Linked DNA regions of Mus musculus: region 1 is linked to region 2. The links are chromatin contacts, called in public HiChIP or PLAC-seq maps. All regions are on one chromosome and are shown on one strand. The core of a region is the stretch at or near the end of the contact, and the rest is flanking DNA. Distances in the headings are between cores, read along the strand shown. Region 1 has its middle 13 kb from the start of Gm32767. Region 2 overlaps Gm39714 (a long non-coding RNA gene).

Region 1 (5,037 bases), core at 408-2,907, 650 kb after region 2:
AAATACTTAAAAAAAAAAAAAAGAAATTAGAGAGGCTGCCCGCTTCGGATAAGACACACAGATATGGACCTGGAGGCTGAGGCTCTGTGTAAACTGCACTGTGGAATCTCTGTGCCTAACAGCCTCTGCTCAGATCACCTAAACTGTAGCAACATCTATAGCTCTGCTCCTATACCAATAGGGACGCCAGGGGCTGCTGATATCTGGTGACTGCCTCCTGCTGTGTCTGGGAACAGCCCTGGAGAGCTAGCCTTGTGCCCATGTGGATATCCTGCTTCTCTGGATGCTGAGCAGAACAGCAAGTTGCCAAGTCCTGTTCCCAGTGGCTGAGGAGCAAGCGGGTGGCTCCGTCAGTGAGAAGGTAGGCTTAGGCTCAAAGCCACCACGCCCGACTGTGAGAGATGGTGGTCGCTGTGGTGCCTAAGGCTCATGATTCTTTCAGAGAAGCCCAGGAATGCTCTTTTTCACTTCTTTTAAAATCAAAAGGAAAGGCCAGGTATGGGGGTGCACGAATGTCAACGCAGCACTTGGGGGCTGGAGGCACGAGGCTAATTTGCAGTGAGACTTTGTCTCAGAAATAAGAGGCGGAAATATCAGTATGATGATAATACATTTATTACAAGAAACCCTGGGATATATTTAATCTTTGAATCATCACAGTGGTTAAGTATAGTGGTTCCTATGTTTGCTTGGAGTGGACAGAGACAAAGGGCTGTAGTGACAGAGCCGGGACTAGAGTCTTCCTCTGGTAGTGTTCTCCTGGTCTAAGCCAGTTGTTCGCAAAGATGTTGGAGCTGAAGATGGCTCTGTGGTTAAGAGCATGGTGTTCTCTCTCTCTCTCTCTCTCTCTCTCTCTCTCTCTCTCTCTCTCCCTTCCTCCCCCTCTTTTCCCCTCTTCCCCCTCTTTCTCCCTCTCCTTCTTTCTCCCTCTCCTCTCCTCTCTCCCTCCCTTTCATTCTCCCTCTCCCCATCTCTATTGTGTCTCCTCCTTTCCCTCTCCCCTCCTCTCTCATTCTCTTCGTTACCCTTTCTCTATCTCTTCGTCTCCCTCTCTCCCTCTTTTCCTCTCTCCTTTCTCTCTATCTATGTGAATGTGTCCTTTCTTCTCTCCTCTCCCCGCCCCTCTACCTCTCTCTGTCTTTCTCTCCCCCCCTGCTCCCCTCTCTCCCTCCACCACTCTGTTCTGTCTCTAGAAATAGTTACATTGAAGTTGTACTGCTTTGACTAGTAGAATTTGAGAACACTGAATGAAGGATTCGGTTTAGATTGTGAGGAGAACTTACTGGAATGTTTTTCAAGTCTCTTGCCTTTCCCTTAGCACGCTTTGTTATTGAAACATCTATTCTTGATCACGCTGAAGACAGCCACTCATTTGCTGCAAAGAACCCCAGGCAGAGGCTGGGGATACAGACCAGACTCTGAGCAGGCCTGTTGGGTCGTGGAGCGTGAAGGGCAATTATGAACATGAGGTCACATGGTGGGATGCAGTTCCCTGCATCTCTCTTACTTCTGTGAGTTTGTGTGACAAAGTAAACCTGAAGTTAGCTCTACGTGGGGGGAGTGGGGGGAAGGGAAGAGGTGTCTTTTCTGCTGCCTCCATGCATATGTAAACAAGATATGATCGCTGCCTTGGGCTGGCCCACTTGGGACTCAGTCAAGCATACTATTTTTTTTAACGTTCCTCCTGGGTGATTCTCACACATGGGGTGATGTTTGAGGCCCTTGAGAGATAGGACCTTCAGAATTTTCTTGCCTCTGAAAACTAGGGTTTGGAGGAAACACTTACACTGAATATTCTACAAGGCAAAATGACTAATTAGAATTCTCACTCTTGATTGTAGAAGGTTAGAATGTGGCAGCTCCAAAGCCAAATTATCTTGGGCTGTCCTCGGTCCCCTTATAGCGACCTCTGTGTCTGACCTGATTATCTCTGATTATCAGTCAAACTTTTGTAGTGTATTCCCAGCAGATCAATAATTGCCCCTCCAGTCCCAAAAGCTAGGAATGTCATCAGTTAGCATCGGAGTCTACAGCAGAGGTTTTTGCTGCTTAGCTGTAACTCGCCTATCTGTGGCCTCCACCAGTCTATTTAGTAACCACCTTGATTTATAGCTTCTTTTTGTTCTGTATCTGCTGAGAGCTTTTGTAATCACTTGCATGTTGGAATATTGTAATTATCATCCTGAATGCATGGCTCACGTGACAGTCATCATATTTGGCTCAAGAATAAGCTGTCTCTGCTTTCCTTGAAGTGAAAACTGTGTTTTACAGTTGTGCCTCTCAGTATTAAATCAATAGTTTTTTTCCTAAAGTTTACCACCCCCCTCCACTGAGATGATGAGAAATTGCAGCATTTGAGAGAAACTTCAATTGAAAACTTTTTACTTTTAGAAACTTCTCAAAGTAAGACACATGAACTCAGTGGAAGGTGAATTTATGACTTCTCATTAGTATTCAGAAATTGAGAATAACATAAGGAACTCAGTGGAGTTAGAGGTCTGGACTCCTTGGAAATCTACTAAACTCTTTCTGGGACACATAGAGGAAGTGCTGGTTGCATTTAATTAAAAACAATGTTTTACATTGCTGGATCTGCAGCAGAACTGTGTTAGGTCCTGTGGGCCAGCAAAAGAATTAAATGGTCATGTTTATAGTGTGCTTGTAAATTTACAGGGGAGGTGGCCAAAGGGACACATGGCATTAAATGGTCACCAAAGGCACACATAATAAATCATAATGTGTTCTTGGAGGGGGGCTGTGACCCCTGCTTTCCCTCCCCAGGGCTTTTCCTCATCATTGCCATTTCTTCTATATGAGAGGTGTGGTCAGGGTTCCTCGTGTGCGTGTGTGCGTGCATGTGTGCGCATGTGTGTGTGTATGCCAGTGTCTCAGTGTATCAGTATGTGTTTGTCAGCCACTGTTAGTGTTTATGTGGCAGTGTGTGTACGTCAGCCAGTGTGTTTGTGTGGCAGTGTGTGTCACTCTGTGTGTGTGTCTGTGTGTGTATCTGTATCTGTGTGTGTCACTGGATGTGGGTGTGAGTCAATGTCAGGGTGTCAGAGTATGTATCTGTGTCTATATCAGTAGTGTGTGTGTCTGTGTGTGCAAGTGTCAGTGTTTATGTGTATATGTCAGTGTGTGTGTGCCAGTGTGTGTGCCAGTGTGTGTCAGTGTGTGTCAGTGTGTGTGTTAGTATCTGTGTGCATGTGTGTATGTCAGTGTGTATGTGCCAGTGTGTGTGTGTCTGTGTATGTGAGTGTCACTGTGTCTGTGTGAGTATCTCTGTGTCAGTGTGTGTGTGTCTGTGTCTGTGTGTCTGTGTATGGATATGGCCCCATGTGAGTATAGTTGCCTGAGGAGTTCAGAGGATGTTGGATGAACATGTAAGAACATGTAAGCTGCCATGTGGGTAACAGAAACAAAACTTAGGTTTCCTGCGAGAGCAGCAAGTGTTCTTAATGGCTCAGCCATTTCCCCAGCCCCTCGTGTGAAGTGAAGTGACTTACAGAAATGTAATGTGTTGTTTGTCTGATAAGAAAATGCAGCTTTGGCTGTGTGAGATGCCAATCTGGAGAGTTCTGAAGCCCTGAGAGGATTCCTCACCTAGCATCTCTCTGTAGCCCTAAATACCCTGCACTCCACGATGGAGCTTAGAGACAGGAAAGGCTCTGCTATCTGAAAGGCTAGCCTTGAGTGAACACATTCCTGTATTGCATCACCCTGGAACTAGAGTTTCAGGGGTTTGTGAGCTGCCTGACATGGGCGCTGGGAACTGAACACTGGTCCTCTTCAAGAGCAGCATGCACAGCCTTCTCTCTAGCCCTTGAGCCACTTTTAGCTCTCTCAAAAACCTTCTGAGTTAGGTGTTTGTATCGATCCTTTCAGGAGGGGAAAGTGGGCATAGAGCCACAGCCTACTAAATGCTGGGGCTGATATTTGAACTCTGTCCAGCCCCTGGCTCATGCACAGTTTGGGGGTGGGGGGTGGGGGTGGGTATGAAGCTGTAGGAGTAGAATTCAGTCTAGGACATGCTTGCTGCAGTAAGCCATTTTCCATCTGGCACCACCCAATAGTGAAGCCTGACAGGCGTGGCCTTTCTTCAGAGGTAGCAAAAAGTGAAGACAGGAGACACAAGGAACACAGTGCATTTGTGGAAGAAAAGTCCCAGCTCTGACCTACAGGGCTAGCAGGTGCTTCTTTGAGCTCAACGGCCTTGAACAGGGTGTTTGCCTTCTCCGGGATAAAGGATGTGGGAGAAGTCCTTCAAACTGGAATGGGCAGTGTAGAGAGGTGGAGGAGAGAAAGCTACCTTGTCCCCACAGACAGAGGGAGACACAACGAAGGGTAGGGAGGGAGACCTTAGGTACAGCAAGTACAGCAGGGACTTTGTGGGGGACCAACGTTGGAGTTTTATAAAAATTAATCTTTAGGGCAGAGACTCTCTAAGCAGGAAGTAGGAATAGAGAGCCATACAGTATAAGTTATATGCCAAACATGGAAGACGGAAAGGGTCCAATATCAAGTAGACACTCACACTGCTTGTCTGTGAGGAAGACAGGAAAATCTGTCTTTGTGTTAAACTGGACTGTGGGTATTACTCCCTCCTAGGATTCACTTCCAAGGAGACCAACCGTGTCACTGACATGCAAGTCCTACTTTGCAGCCTGCTCCAGAGTGGGCCCAGAGTCACCATGTGGCTGACTGGGAGGAGCAGATGGCTTCAGGAGAAGTGGGGAGGTCATGGGATAGGAAGGACAGCAGCTCACAGCCCGTGGGTTGTCAGGCCGGCTGCCTCTGGGGGCCCTGAATCTCCATTCCCAGGAAACTCTGGCTAACGGTGTAAGTTATACTCTGAGAGAACCTTAGGGGTTTGTGGCTGGCTGAGGGCTGCTTCACAGCTGCCCTGATCCACTGATGTTGCTCCAGCCCTGAACATCAAGTCCAGGAAGTTGGCAGAGTTCCTCCATGGGAGAGTGCCAAGGAAAGGGGTGGGGCCGTCAGAGTCTCCTCAGCAAGTTGGCCAGTGTAGCAAATGTA
Region 2 (4,494 bases), core at 512-3,011:
GGTTGTCAACTGCAACTGAGGCTGCACCTTCATCAATGGCCTTCCCTGGCCTTTCACAGTACCAAGCCTCAGCTGCTCTTCATGACCCCTTCATACCTTCAAAACCATTATTACCTGGGTGACTCTTACACATTTACCAAGTCCAGCTGCTGCACGAGGTACAACCTTGCCTATCTCATGGCTTCTTTGTACTTTCAGAAAACACTTCCCAGATTTCACCTAAGTGATACTGTTTTCTTCTTCTTCTTCTTCTTCTTCTTCTTCTTCTTCTTCTTCTTCTTCTTCTTCTTCTTCTTCTTCTTCTTCTTCTTCTTCGGTTTTTCTAGACAGGGTTTCTCTGTGTATGGCTGTCCTGAACTCACTCTAGACCAGGCTGGCCTTGAACTCAGAAATCTGCCTGCCCGTGCCTCCTGAGTGCTGGGATTAAAGGCGTGGGCCACCATGCCCAGCTGCTGTTCTCTTCTTAATCACCGCTAATTTCTTAGCTTCAGCTAACCAGCATCAATTGTGCCAATAGTCCCTTCTATTCTTGACTCTAAAGCCAGAGCCACATGGCTGAAGCTGGCAAGTTCTGCTGCTTGCTGGGGCTGGAACATGGCCCCCTTGATCTATTACATTATCACTTTCTGTTTTCCAACTCCTTCACTGCATAAGCTTGGCTGCCCTGGAACTTGCTCTGTAGACTGACTTTGAACTCAGAGATCTTCATTGCTCTGTCTCCTGAACGCTGTGATTAAAGGCATGTGCCACCATTGGAGACTTAAGCTTTTCTTCACCTAGAACCTGCTCTGTCCTAGGCCGGCCTTGAACTCAGAGAACTGCTTGACTATGCCTCCTGGGATTAAAGGGTTTTTTTCTACCAAACCTGGACCTAAATTTAGATGGGTGGGGTCTTGCCCCTAGGTCACCACTCCTTTAATTCAATTTAATATCTGTGAATACAGGATTCAGTTTCATTTCACTTCCTGATGCCCCATTATATTTTTCCTTTCTAAGCTTGCTACACTTGCTCAAAATGCTCTTCATGAGACTCAACTAGAGAACAAAGTCTATGCTGGGCGTTTCTCAGGCTTCCTTTGTCAGTACAATTAATATAAATCTTTTTACCTTAGGCTTAGAATCTTCAGACAAGGGCGAAAGGCAGCCACATTAGTCACCAAAATATCACAAAAACTGTCTCTTGGCCACATATTAAAATTCTCTGAAACCTCTAGAGCCAGGCTTCCACAGTTCAAATCATCCTTAGCAACGAAGTCTTCCATATTCCTGCTAGGATGGCCCACTAAGCCACACTTAAAACATTCCACTGCTTTCCAAATCCAAAGTCCCAAACATCCACAATCTTCCACACAAGAGCATGGTCAGGTCTATCACAGCAACGCACCATGCCAGGGTAGGCTTGATGCAGGGGGAGCTGAGAGTTCTACATCTTCATCTGAAGGCAAACAGAAGGCTTCCAAGCAGCTTGGACAAGGGTATTAAAGCCCACGCCCATAGTGACACACCTACTTAACAAGGCCACACCTCCTAATAGAGCCACTCCCTTGGCCCAGCATATACAAACCATCGCAACAGGCAGGGCTGCACAAAGACCCTGTCTGGAAAAAAAACAACACTAAACAAGAAAATTGTAGGATAGAAAGACTTCTTGTGGCCACTAGAGGGCGCTGTGTACCAAGTTACAAGGGAAGCCCAGAAACGGTGGGAGCCTGAGACAGTGCAGTGGGTCCACCACAGGCAGGGCACGGGGTTCCCAGAAGCCTGTGGCTCCCAACCCTACCTGCTGGGGGCAGTGCTGGTGCGGGAAGCCGGCCATATACCCAGACCTCTCTGTCTTTGCTTTTCTGATTCCACCTGTCTTCTTTCTAAAGGTCATGAATAAGTCACTTACAGGCAAGGCCAGCCTTCCACACAACACTGTTCCTCCTCCCTGACAAACGCTATTCTGACTATTTGCTGGTTTCTGTTTTGTTTTGTTTTGTTTTAGCTGGGAGGATTTGAAGATGTATAGAGTAGGTTCCACTGGTGTTTTATTTTTGTGCTATCAAGAAAAATCTTGGAGCTGGGTGTGGTGGCACACGCCTTTAATCCCAGCACTTGGGAGGCAGAGGCAGGCAGATTTCTGAATTTGAGGCCAGCTTGTTCTACAAAGTGAGTTTCAGGACAGCCAGGGCTTTACAGAGAAACCCTGTCTCGAAAAACCAAAAAAGAAAAATCTTGGACAAGTCTCCATTGCTCCAAGGCCTTGGTGTGGCTGGTCTCCAGATGTGTGGCCTTGGCTTCTGTATGGGACTCTGTCATTCATCATTGGGGTGGGGACAGCCCTTGTCCTGCTATAGAAGCAGCTCTGCTCGTCACTGCCTTCAGACCTCTGGTGAAGCTGGAGATTGTCACAAAGAGGACAAAGAACTTGATCTAGTACCAGTCAGACTCCTGTCAAAATTAAGGGTAACTGGTAGAAACCCAGAAGGTTCAAGGGCCAGGTCCTAGTGCCTAACACTGGTTATAGGACAAGACAACTAAGCAGAGTGGAGAGAGAATATAATAGCCCAGCAGCTGAGACTGTGCATCACTCTTCTACCTGACCCAGGCTCCATCCTCAGCACCCATGTCAGGAGTTCCAGCATCTCTGGCATCCATGGGTACCAGCGCTCAGGTATACATACACATCCAAGCAAGAAAGAAGACTCATACTGCCCCGTGGCTTCCGGAAGTCCCTGGTCCACCAGGTCACGGAGCTTGACATGACCCTGATGTGCAACAAACCTTACTATGCTGAGATCACTCACCGTGTTTCCTCCAAGACCCACAAGGGAAGAGTTGTGCAGCTGCCATCAGAGCCCCCCACCTCGGTGCCAGGTGCACAGTACATCTTATTTGTATGTAAATAAAACCACAAACACCCTCCCGCCCCCCCCACACACACTTCTGGGATATATGGTTTTGCGCATTTATTGGTGGTGTTTTAAAGTAACTTGCTTGAAGGTGCTGCGAGAGGAGCCGGAAGAGCAGCTGAAGTGAGGGACGGGATGGGTGGAATCCAGCTTCATCCTGGAAAATTAGAAAGCCGTTCGCTTTGCTTTCAGATTCTTCCAACTCAAGAGGCAAATAGCAAACCAGAGGCAGAGGTGCTTTGACCCGTGAGTTCTCTGCCCTCTGAACCTCAGTTTCGTTATGTGGGTGGGCCCTGCCTCAAACGGGGTTCTGTTAAAGCAAACCCGAGACAATGCAAGGTCTTGATTTTTACCCCCAGCATCAGGGCTCTCAGCACAGTAGTGCTCATTGTCGGTCCCAGGGTTGGGGATGTTTTCTTCTTCTTCCTTCTCTCCCCTCCATAAGTTGTAATAATGTAGGGATCCCCAGACACATCACCAGCACTTAGACTCATCTACTCTCTGGCAGCTTAGCAACTTTACTAAGCAGGACCTTATGACTGCCCCTTCACTGAGGCTCAAAAGGAAATAGTGTGTGTGTGTGTGTGTGTACCATGACCCAAGTGTCTGCAAAGGCTAGTTTCTGAAAGGTTTGTTTGAATCGAAACATGTTGGTCTTGGAGATCAAACTGGGGGTGTCAGACTTAGCAGCAAGCTCCTTTACCCACTGAGCCATCTGCTACCCTAAAACTTTTTTTTTCCACTTTTTTTTTTTTTTTGAGACAGGGTTTCTCTATGTAGCTCTGGCTGTCCTGGAACTCACTCTGGAGACCAGGCTGGCCTTGAACTCCGAAATCCGCCTTCCTCTGCCTCCTGAGTGCTGTGATTAAAAGTGTGCGCCACCACCGCCCGGCGCCCTGAAACTTTTTACGAGAAAATTAAACTGAAAAAACAGCGACTCAGAGCCAGGCGGTGGTGCACGTCTTTAATCCCAGCACTCAGGAGGCAGAGGCAGGTGGATCTCTGAGTTTGAGGCCACCTGGTTTATAGAGTGAATTCCAGGATGGCCAAGGCTACACAGAAAAGCCTAGACTCCAAAACCAACCCAAAACAAAAACCTGGTGCAGAGCGTGGGGTGCTAGTGCAGGACCATAACGCTCACACTTGGGACGTGTGGGTGAGTGGTTCTCTATGAGTTCAAAGACAGCCAGGGCTACCTAGTAATTTCTGGGCTAGCCAGGGTGGCATGGTGAGACACAAGGATTCATCTCCATCGCAACAAATAAGTATGTTTGGAGTGATACCAACACCAACAAAGACCATTAATTCTTCTTTGTATGAGAAGGGTAGACAGCATAAGTGACCTGTGGTCACCTGACTTATAAAGTGGTCTGGGTGCCAGCTGGGCAGTATGGCTGAATGCTCTATAGTGTACAACTACTGGAACCCTCAGAAATAAGGGCCAGTGGGATGATCCCTATTGTGGGAAGAAGCTTGCAACTCTGCCTTGGGTCTTATAACCGGACTTTTGGCTATTTTGTGGGTCCTTCTGTCTTCTACACTCTCTACCTTTATTCTCTCCTTTCAGCCCCCCAACACTAGGTAGGAGAGAGAGAGAGAT

What was found. HiChIP or PLAC-seq counts read pairs in DNA pulled down with a chosen protein or histone mark.
Region 1: a contact with region 2 is called in an H3K27ac HiChIP or PLAC-seq map of large pre-B cells, with 3 times the contacts expected there. The contact joins two enhancer-like sites. A contact is called at or near these places in 1 of 15 datasets of contacts at CTCF or cohesin (embryonic stem cells), 1 of 484 Hi-C or Micro-C datasets (regulatory T cells), 3 of 115 datasets of contacts at active chromatin or transcription factors (embryonic stem cells and large pre-B cells) and 1 of 9 other capture datasets (embryonic stem cells).

What each region holds. Positions count from the first base shown.
Region 1 is chr1:181,524,639-181,529,675 of GRCm38.p6, forward strand. No RefSeq gene overlaps it. Among named protein-coding and RNA genes, the nearest start is that of Gm32767, 13 kb to the right of the region's middle. Within about 2 kb of position 1,658, at least 11 of the 459 cell types and tissues checked have an H3K27ac peak or open chromatin away from gene starts, as enhancers often do.
Region 2 is chr1:180,872,525-180,877,018 of GRCm38.p6, forward strand. It overlaps Gm39714 (a long non-coding RNA gene), which reads right to left. Exons shown (of 3, transcript XR_865782.1): 3 at 2,988-3,051. It also overlaps the pseudogene Gm18036. Among named protein-coding and RNA genes, the nearest start is that of Gm39714, 11 kb to the right of the region's middle. Within about 2 kb of position 1,762, at least 32 of the 459 cell types and tissues checked have an H3K27ac peak or open chromatin away from gene starts, as enhancers often do.